Linked DNA regions of Sus scrofa: regions 1 and 3 are each linked to region 2. A link is a contact called in public HiChIP or PLAC-seq and promoter capture Hi-C data. All regions are on one chromosome and are shown on one strand. The core of a region is the stretch at or near the end of the contact, and the rest is flanking DNA. Distances in the headings are between cores, read along the strand shown.

The links. Promoter capture Hi-C pulls out the DNA fragments that hold promoters and counts their contacts. HiChIP or PLAC-seq counts read pairs in DNA pulled down with a chosen protein or histone mark.
Region 1: a promoter capture Hi-C map of liver shows a contact between it and region 2, with 3 times the contacts expected there. The contact joins the promoter of FITM2 here to the promoter of PKIG in region 2. A contact is called at or near these places in 2 of 5 promoter capture datasets (fetal liver and liver) and 1 of 47 Hi-C or Micro-C datasets (liver).
Region 3: a contact with region 2 is called in an H3K27ac HiChIP or PLAC-seq map of skeletal muscle, with 6 times the contacts expected there. The contact joins the promoter of WISP2 here to the promoter of PKIG in region 2. A contact is called at or near these places in 1 of 47 Hi-C or Micro-C datasets (embryonic fibroblasts) and 1 of 2 datasets of contacts at active chromatin or transcription factors (skeletal muscle).

What each region holds. Positions count from the first base shown.
Region 1 is chr17:46,744,064-46,747,333 of Sscrofa11.1, reverse strand. FITM2 (fat storage inducing transmembrane protein 2) reads left to right here and starts at 1,436. Exons shown (of 3, transcript NM_001128460.1): 1 at 1,436-1,617. The coding sequence starts at 1,445.
Region 2 is chr17:46,931,769-46,935,398 of Sscrofa11.1, reverse strand. It overlaps PKIG (cAMP-dependent protein kinase inhibitor gamma), which reads right to left and starts at 1,893. Exons shown (of 5, transcript NM_214371.1): 1 at 1,866-1,893.
Region 3 is chr17:47,129,753-47,133,113 of Sscrofa11.1, reverse strand. WISP2 (WNT1-inducible-signaling pathway protein 2) reads right to left here and starts at 1,878. Exons shown (of 5, transcript XM_003134452.4): 1 at 1,526-1,878; 2 at 1,272-1,386. The coding sequence starts at 1,331.

The sequences.
Region 1 (3,270 bases), core at 187-2,686, 190 kb after region 2:
ACCCGCATCCTCGTGGATCTTAGCCGGGTTCGTTAACCGCTGAGCCACAAAGGGAACTCCAGAAATGTCATTTTTGTAACAGAAGAAATACAGCTGGCACATAGAATCTATTATTCTATGGGTATTTCTGCTTGGGAGTCTATAAGTATTTCAGTTTTAAATGTGTATTGTCTAAAGAAAAATGTGAAGAAATAATAGTACTGGTGGTGTATGGACATGGCAGAAACAGTTCAAGTGGATACAGGGGGTTGAATGGTGACACCCCCCCCCCCCCGCGCCAAAGGACACATCAAAGTCTTAATCCCTGGGAATATGACCTTATTTGGAAATAAAGTCTTTGCACATGTAATGAAGGATCTAATGAAGTGATTATTTTGGATTTTGAGTGGACCCTAAATCCAGTGACGAGTGTCCTTATAATAGATGGAAGGAGAGAAGACACACAGACACGCAGAAGGGAGAAGACCATGGGAAGAAAGAAGTAGAGATTGGAGTGATGCAGCCATAAGCCAAGGATGCCCAGGACTGCCTGCAGCCACTGGAAGAGAGCCATGGAAGGTCTCCTTCTAGGAGCCTCCAGAAGGAACCAATCCCATCGACAGCTTGATTTCAGACTTCTGGCCTCCAGACTTGCCAGAGAATATATTTCTGTTGGTTTAAGCCAACACGTTTCTGGCAACTTGTTATGGCAGTCCTAGAAAATTAATACAGTGGCAAAGAAATGCCTCAAGGTTGGGAAACACTGAATTACACACCCAACCAGACCAGGGGATGAGAAGGTTTAACTCTGTGATAAATAAGTAACTGAGTCATCAACACCCTCATCTTATCGTCATTAACCCTCAGCATCCAGCATTTTCGCTCAATACAAGTATGTGGTTGTTTTGAAGGTGAAAATAAATCCAATAATTTTAAATGTAAATACGATGATTGTATGCATTTATATTCTCATGCAACTGTTTCTGGACACCACAATGAACCCTGAGTTCATAAATTAACTCTTGGGAAAGGCGATCTCCTCTTGTCTCTTCATTTTACAGATGAGAAAACAAAAGAGGCTGAGACCACTGTCCCAGCTCCTACAACGAAACGTTTATTCTTCCTTACCTCCAGCAAATATTCCCACAAACTCTTTTTCTTTGATCAGAGCAAGGCATAGAGGCTGAGGTTCAAACCTGCCTTACCCGGATGGAGCTAAGGTGATTTTCCGGGAGGTGATTTTGAGTGAAGAGAAAGCGACGAATTTGGAGTCAAGCGCGCTGCAGAGGCCGCCGGTGGCCAGGAGGGGGAGCGCGCGGGCTCCAGAACGCGCACCCTCCTCAAGGGCGGGGCCTGAGGGCAGCGCGCATGCGCTCAAAGGGAGGTGGTTTCGCCGGCCGGGACGAAGGGCGAGACGGTGGCCGAGAAGGCACGGGTCGGCGGACGGTGGCCGAAGAGGTCGGGCATGGAGCACCTGGAGCGCTGCGCGTGGGTCCTCAGGGGAACACTGGTGCGGGCGGCTGTGCGGCGGTACCTGCCCTGGGCCCTGGCAGCTTCCATGCTGGCGGGGTCCCTCCTCAAGGAACTCTCACCGCTGCCCGAGAGCTATCTCAGCAACAAACGCAACGTCCTCAACGTGTGAGTGTGCCCCGGGTTTCTCCTGTCCCCGCCGTAGCTACCGCTGTCGCCTTGCCCAGACAGCTGGGGGTTGGCTGCCCTGATGACGAGTCATTGGAAGGGGAGGTCCTTCTCCCCATCGTGACAGCAGCGTCTGCACGCGGGTCGAAATGGAGGGACCCCGAAATAGCTAGTGTCACCAGCAAGTCGCGTTTGCACACCAAACAAGACAGTCTGAGCTGACTGGGCAGGGGTGACGGGCAGGGAGGTGTGTGTGTCTGTGTGTGTGTAGGAGTGGGAGGTGGCAAGAGGGGATGAACCAGCTTCCCACCCCCACCCCGATTTCCTTTGGGTTTAGGGGTTGGCCGCTGCCCTGGGGAATATGCCACGTCTCTCCTGCCTGCCGGCATCAGACGCCGTGCCTCTGCCCTAAGTCCAGTTATTACCCCCTGCACCCCCAGCGTGACAGAATCCCATCACACCTGGGTAGGGTAGAAAGACCTGCCCTTCCCCCCACCCCCATCCTAGCCTGTGACAACCCCGCTCCAAGATAGTGTCGCAGGAGTGGAACCCTCCAGTCTATGACCTTTCCCCTGAATCTGCATGGATCTTCTTAAGCCACTCAAAGTTCCTGGCAGTGGCCCAGGAACACAATCCCAGCCAGGTTCTTTGAGATTTCTTAAGTCTACCCACCCCCTCCTTTAAAAAAAAAAAAAAAAAAAAAAAAAAAACCTCTTGGATTTTAAGGTTATTGACAACAACACTGTTGGAATAGTAAAGGGAGATTCTGAAAGATAAAAATTCTCCCTTGATGTGAGTTTTTTCTCTTCAGGATTATGGTGTCTGTGGCATCTCCCAGAAGTCAGTCCAGTTTTGGTTATCTGCTTAAAACCCTGGTTTCTCTCTCCAGCAGCTTCATCGAATACCTAACAGGTCATGGCTCTGGCCAGTTCCCTGCATATCAGTCCCAGGGAAGATTTTAGCGACAGGCTCTTGGGTAGTGTCTGAGACATTTTTGGAACCCAAGAAAGAGGCCTTCTGTCCTTGGCCCACCTTCCTCCCCCACTTACGAGGCTGGGCAGATTATGAAAGTGGTCATGGCCCCACATCTCTTGCATGTGTGTTCGCTGCAGCTGGTCCCAGGTCAGCCACCTTTGATAAGTGCAGGGGAGGCAGACAAGGCTGTTGCTGCTTGATCTGGCCTGGGAGATGCTGGAAGCTGAGCACCCTGGTAAAGTCCCTGTGGTTTGCAGGTTGCTATGGATTCTGGTGTTCTCTTCCATACCTCTGTGCTGGTTAACTGATGAAAGGGAACTAGTGAATCCTTGGCTCTGGAGGGGATTTTAAGAATCGATTAGGGGAGTTCCCATCATGGCTCAGTGGTAAAGAACTGGACTAGTATCATGAGGACTCGGGTTCGATCCCTGGCCTTGCTCATTGGGTTAAGGATCTGGTGTTGCCATGAGCTGTGGTGTAGGCCACAGATGTGACTCGGATCTGGCATTGCTGTGGCTGTGGTGTAGGCTGGCAGCTACAACTCTGATTTGACCTCTAGCCTGGGAACCTCCGTATGCTGTGAGTGTGGCCCTAAAAAGACCACCAACAACAACAACAAAAGAATCGATTGGTCCCCCAATTCTATTCAGCATTTGAGGAAACAGAGGCCTAGAGAAG
Region 2 (3,630 bases), core at 644-3,143:
TTTCCCCTTCATCTGTACTTTCTCAGCCTCGCCCTCACTCGCTGGCTCTCTGCCACCAGCATTTAAATCTGCTCGTGTCTCTCTCCTGCTTAAAATGACTTCACCTGATTCCCCACTCTACAGCCTGCCTTCTCTCGCTTCCCTTCACAGCCACACTTCTTGGAGCTGCCTACACCGTCTTTACTTTCTCACATCCCACTCTCTCTCATCCCACTGACATATTACATTGAACCTTTGGAAGTTGCCGATATTATAGATTCCGCCCCCACCCTTTCACCAAATCTGCTCAATTAAAGTGCTTGGTGACCTCTATACTTACTTATGCAAAAGGCACATTTTAGCCTTTAACTTATTTCGCTTGAAATCTCAGCAGCACCGTCCAGCAAAGTTGACCTCTTCCTTGAGCTTTCATTACTACACACTCTTAGCTTTCCTCCCACTTCCCTGGCCATTTTTTCCTGTGTAGTCTAAGTGAATGGTTCTGTCTAGAGTGTGCAACATAGTGGCCCTGAATGATTTGGGCCTCCCCCCCCCAAAAAAAAGCAAAATCTCCCTGAATGGGTCTCTTCCAATATTGATTAAATTCCACTTGTACTGAACTGCTTTTGTCTCCACAAAAGTATCTTTGAATATGTGTGGAATACATGCCACGAGGACATGGCATGTATTCCTTACTACTTAACACAGTGTCTGGCACACAGCAGACACTCAATAAATATTTTTTTGCAAGATGAAAAATATTTTTTTTTGCATAAATGAATAGCCGCAATGTGAAAAACAGCCTGGAGGAGTGATGAGACTGAGAAAAAACAAAAAACCAAACCTCTGATCAAACACACACAATACATATTCATCACCTGATTTAAATCCTTTGGTGCGCCCCACTAGACCCCACAAAGAAGCCCAAACGCCTCAAAACTTACAAGGGCAACTGCTTATCTGTCAAATACAGCTAGCCAGACCACTTCCAATCGGTCTAACCAGGCTGTGAAATCCTTGCAAATGTCCAAGAAGTCTGCATTTTTCACCCCAAGACCTTGCACTGGCTGTTCTCTCTACCTAGAACAGAACGCACTCCACCAGCTTCATCTTCCAGCAGATACAAAGGCAGCCTTCATGTCTCATTTTGGAAGTCATCTTCTTTTGGAATCTCTCTTTGACCATTTTCCACAACCTCATCTCCAGCTATTTAGGTGAACTGACTTCTCTGCATATTCACAATCCCCAGTATGTCAAAAATCAAAGCTGGAACCACAATGAATTCCTATTTATACGGTAAAACTGTGGAGTTCCCTGAGAACAAGATGTCTCATTCACTTTTTTACTCCTGGCCATCAGCCCAGGCCCTGGCACACAATACATGCTCAATGATGGACCTCCTAGTAGTAGTGGTAGTAATAATAAAAGCTCCCAAGGATTGAGGACTCACCTGCAAGAATTTGAAATCTAAATATACTTCATAATTACCATCTAAGACAGGTGCTCTCATTATCCCCATTCTGCAGATGGGAAAACTGATACACAAAGAAATCAATCCTCTCTGGCCCCAGAGTCGCACAGAAGCACGTTCTCTATAGTTCCGAGTTATTCCTCGATCCCCAAATAAGAATGGCTTTTTTTTTTTTTAAGAAACTTTCAAATCAGGCCAACAGCCCCCAAATAAACATCCCAAAGCGCTCTCCACACCAACGCCGAGGGTTAAAGGGCACGAGGGGGCGCCGCCCTGGCGCCGGCAGGGAGCTTAAAGGTCAGGCCCCGGTCTCCTTCCTTGGGGTCCCCAGACTCCCAGCCCCTCGCCTGCTGCGACGAGTCGACGCCGGGAGACGCGCGTTTGGGCCGCGACTACCCTCCCGGCCCCTGCTCACCTGCAGTGCAGCCGCCAGCCGAGCCCGGGCCACCGGCCCGCAGCGCCTCCCTAGGGCCGCCTGGCGCCGGCCGCGCTCAGCGGCGCACGTTGCCTTGGCAACCGGAGCTGCCGCTCTCCCGAGGCTGGCGCTACGGCGGCTCGGAGGGGACCAGGAGACTTCGCGGCCCCGGCCGCTGCCCCCGAGCGGGCGGAGGAGAGAAAGCGGCTGGCAGTTGGGATTTTGAGTGGTGAGAAACCCAGGGTGGGGGCTGGCAGCCTGGAACTTGTCGCCGAGGGAAAAGAGAAGGAAGGAAACGTTGGGTGGAAAGGGGACAGCAGGGCAGGGGCAGGACTTGTGTTTCAGAGCCTGCCTGTGCCTCAGTTTCTCTCTCTGTCACCTGAGATGGAGACTATTCCGGGAAGATTTGGAGCCGCAGGCGGAAGCTTGCTAGACTGGGGATATTTAAAGCCGTGAAAACTGATGTGGGAGGGGTGGCACATGCCTCTCTCTCTAATTTCCAACTTGGTGGTGTGACAAAGAATTTTTTAAAAAATAAAAAACAAAAAAACGTGTTTCTTTGGGCTGACAGTGAGCATGAGATCGCCAGATTTAATTTCAATATGAGAAAAAATTTACTTTAACACCAGCAGTTATATTTTCTGGAATAATCCTGCAGATAATATTGGAACATGAGCATAAAAGGTATTCATTGCTCCATTGTGTATGACAGCAAAAAGGCCGAGACCAGTCTAACCGTCCACCAACAATGGTTAGGTAAATTATGGTACATCCATAAAATGGATTGCCACAAAAAAAAAAAAAATTAAGAGGGACTGAAATAGATGTAGATACAGTTTAGAATAGACTTATCTTCAAGCTACGCATACAGCCATTGACTGAAGGAAAAAAAAAAAAAAAAGCACAACCAAAAACTTAAGAATTATGTTTTATCTGGAGTTCCCGTCGTGGCGCAGTGGTTAACGAATCCGACTAGGAACCATGAGGTTGCGGGTTCGATCCCTGCCCTTGCTCAGTGGGTTAAGGATCCGGCGTTGCCGTGAGCTGTGGTGTAGGTTGCAGACGCAGCTTGGATCCCGTGTTGCTGTGGCTCTGGCGTAGGCTGGCAGCTACAGCTCCGATTGGACCCCTAGCCTGGGAATCTCCATATGCTGCGGGAGTGGCCCAAAGAAACAGCAAAAAGACAAAAAAAAAAAAAAAAAAAAAAAAAAGAATTATGTTTTATCTGGCTGACGAAACTGAGGACTTAAGCCCAGGACACAGCCTCTCAGCTGGTTCTTAGAGACTATTCCGAAGAGATAAGGAAGGAACCAAAATATATGAGTTTTTGCAACAAAGATGACTGTTAATTAAAGAAAACCGGATGGCTCAAGTTAAGGAATTTAGAGCTTTTCTGTGTATGGGAGGATGCAAGATTCTGGGCTCACTGAAATCATTCCTTTGATAAGCACCTTATCTGTCTAGGACCAGTATCCTGCTTCTCTCCATCCGCAGTCCCCTCAGGGTGCACAGCTGGGGGTGACTATCTCCATCCTGAGTTCCCTCAGGGCTCACTGTGCCAGGTGGCTGTAGTGGCTTGATGGCTGCAAAGTCCTTTGTTTACTGCTATGGCAGGCAATATTTTTCACTGCACACAGCAAGAGTCTCCGGACTAGCCCTGTCGTTGCTTCTACTCTATCTTCCAACCCTGCCCCAGTCTTTTTTCCACTCAGTAGCCAAAATGATCCTCTTGAAATGTAAACATGATCACATCTTTCCCCTGTTT
Region 3 (3,361 bases), core at 629-3,128, 200 kb before region 2:
GGCTTGTTTCCAGGTCTCTACCGCCTGTCCCTGTCCATAGGCCTGAGCCCAGGAGCTCATAGCCTGCCTGGAAGACTTAGGATTCTCCCTCTGAGGATTATCGTGGCTTTCATGGGCACTTCTAAGTCATGCTCCACGCAGGATGCTGCCTGGCTCCCTGGGACTGGGGAAGAATAGAGATGCGGGGGGTCAGGGGAGGAGGTGAACCGTGGGTCTAGGACGGCTTCACCTCGACCTTTCATTTAACCCCAGGTGCAGATCCCCGAGTCCCCTGCTCTAAGTACCAAGCACCCCCCCCCCTCCCCGGCCTCAGGTCCTGCTCCTTCCCTTTGGGAGAACAGACAGCAGGACTGGGATGTCAGCAGGTCCTCAGCCTTCCCCCAGCCACTGCTTAGACCCGGGAGAGAGAAGTTCCTGTGATCCTCAAAGGAGCATGAAAATACCATGAGATCATGGCTTGTGGCGGGGCCAGTCTCCAGGACACCGGGAGCCTGGCATTCACTAAGGTGATGGCAGACTCAGCACTGTGGCCTTGGTCCAGGTTGAGGGTGGAGGGGCGCTGACGGCGGTCCCCACTCACCCACACCCAGGTCTCTCCGGGGCTCTACTGCCTCTATTGCTCTGATGCTGTGTGGTTTGGGGCAAGTGGCTTACCCTCTCTGAGCCTTACTTGACTGAAAACAGAAAATAATCATGGCTGATGGGGTCGTTGGGCATGCTAGGCAAGCTAGATGTTCCACAAGCCCTGTGAAAATATCCCATGAGAGAAGGTCGTTATTCCATGGGGCTGCCCCGCATCCCCCTCCAGCTGGGGTCAGCAGGCGAAGCTTCCAATCAGCCAGACACCATCATCCACTCGAATCCTAGCTCATAGGCAAAGCAGACCTTGTCTTGAGTCTCCCTGTTTATCATGAGGACACCCACTTCTTTGGAGAGGGGCTCAGAGGCGATAATCACGAAAGTCCTCTTTTAAACATTCGCCACATGCCAGATCCTGTGCTGAGCCCTTTCAATGGACTCTGATATATGACCTTCACCAAGGCCTCATGCACATTTTATCCACGCAACTGACGAGGCAGCTGAGGCTCAGAGAGGGGAAGGGATGGGTCTGAGGTCACACAGCAGAGCTGGCCAGAGACAGCTGTCTGGGCACCAGGGAGGGAAGCGGGGCTGAGCCCAGCACAGGAGGCCTGCAGGGATTCTCCCCTCCCCCACCACACCCAGGAAGCCAGCAGTACGTTTCTGGGCCGGGGGGCGGGGGAGGGCCTTACCTTGGAGAGGAGGCAGAGGAGGGAGAAGGCCAGGATGAGAGTCTGTGCTGTGCCTCCCATGTCACCGTGTTCCCCACGGAGCCAGCTTTGAGCCTGGGAGGCAGGACCTGTAAGTCTTTATGTTCCGGCAGCTGTGAGGTCACTCCCAGGCACACACACCACACACACACACACATACGCGTGCGCACACACACGCTGCCTTCGTAGTCCTATTTCTCTCCCATCCTCAGCCTCCCATTGATGAGCCCATTTACCTGAAGGTGAGACCGTGGAGGTCACCAAGGGGGTGCTTGCCAGTGTGTGTGTGTGTGTGTGTATGACTGCCAGAGCCAGTGCCAGCACTGAGAGCCTGTGACAGGCTGGCAGGGACCTCTCTAGCTCCTCCCAGCCCAAGAGGGCCTTCCCAAGCTGCAGCTGGAGCCGCTGCAGCCCTGCCCCAGACCCTCTGCCCGACCCCAGCGGGGGCTGTTGGTCCAGGAAGTACTCAGCTGACACCCCCTTTGCACAGCCGACCCAAGTCCTCCCAAACCCCATGGTTCGGACTCTGGGCAGCTCCAGCGGGCCTGCGGTTTCTGGCAGGAAGATGGGCAGCCATCCAGAGGTGGGTGTGACGCAGAGCAAAACTTCCCTGGGCGGCCTATTTGCTTTTGGCAATGAGGGACCTTCCCCGGGGGCCTGCCTGCCGAGCTCTGGAAGGCGGCCCGCAGTGGATGAACCCGTGCGGGCTGGACCTCGTGTGTGCCAGCTCTTGCAGGGCACTGCTGGGCAATCTGCAAGAACCAAATCCATTTTGCGGAATTCAACCAACTCTAAGGCCCCCTCTGTTGTGTCTTCAGCTCCCGAAATGGGGGGCAAAGCCTGGAGGGGGAGGGGAGAGTGGAAGAGCAGGTGGAATTCCTGGGACTATTGAGGGGGCCGAGGTGGGGGGGGGCTCCTGATCAGGGGGAGGGACAGCTTTCTGAAGGAGGCACCGAGGCAAAGGGGAGTTAGAGAGGGCAGAACGTTCCAGGCAGAGGGGTCAGTGTGCTAGCAGTGCCTGTTCTGGGCACCAGAGGTACCTGTGTGACTGGAGCTGACTGTACTGGGGGGCGCCATCCACAAGGGAGTAAGACCCACGCAAGTCATGCTACCAGTGTTTGGGGGGCACTTACATGTCCCAGCTGCTGGGGGAGGGGCAGGTATAAAGACATCAGCTTCGGGAGTTCCTGTCGTGGCACAGTGGTTAACGAATCCGACTAGGAACCATGAGGTTGCAGGTTCGATCCCTGGCCTTGCTCAGTGGGTTAAGGATCTGGTGTGGCCATGAGCTGTGGTGTAGGTCGCAGACGCTGCTCGATCCCGTGTTGCTGTGGCTCTGGCGTAGGCTGGTGGCTACAGCTCCGATTGGACCCCTAGCCTGGGAACCTTCCTATGCCATGGGACTGGCCCTAGAAAAGACAAAAAAAAAAAAAAAAAAAAGACATCCGCTTTGACTGTAGAAATTTGACAAAGATGATAGTAGAGGTGGTGTCGGGTGGGGGGCTGGAGAAGGTTTTGGCCCCCATCCTCTCCCCCAGCCCCCCAACATCAAAGTGATGGAGCTGGGCAGCAGAGGGGTCCAGAAGGGGGCAGTTGGCGAGCAAGAAGAGGGACTTGATCTTGGCTGCAATCCCAAGGAATGAGTTGATGGGATGGAAATTGAAGATGAAAATGTGGGATGTGATCATTTATGGCTGGAGGAAGTGGTTGAGGGTGAGGGTGGGGTGTCCACAGACTTGAAGAGAAGGAGAGGCCGTGTTATTTATTAAGGCTTATGTTTCAGTCAGAGGCATGCCGATTTTACACCCAGAATGGGTCATTTCCAAGCCTCCCCCTGCCTCCTTCATATAGCAAAAATGTCACCAGGGATCACTGTGGGATGAAATAAATATATTTCATGGACGAACCGGATTTGCCCTTACCAAGCAAAAACAATACCCTTTAAGTCCACACGGTTTCACTGTTCCAAATTTTAAACACAAATCAAAACCCTAAGGAGTCACTTAGAATGACAGAATTAAACTACCTACGTCTTCCATCCATCACGTTTCTTTGCATCTCCTATTGCGACA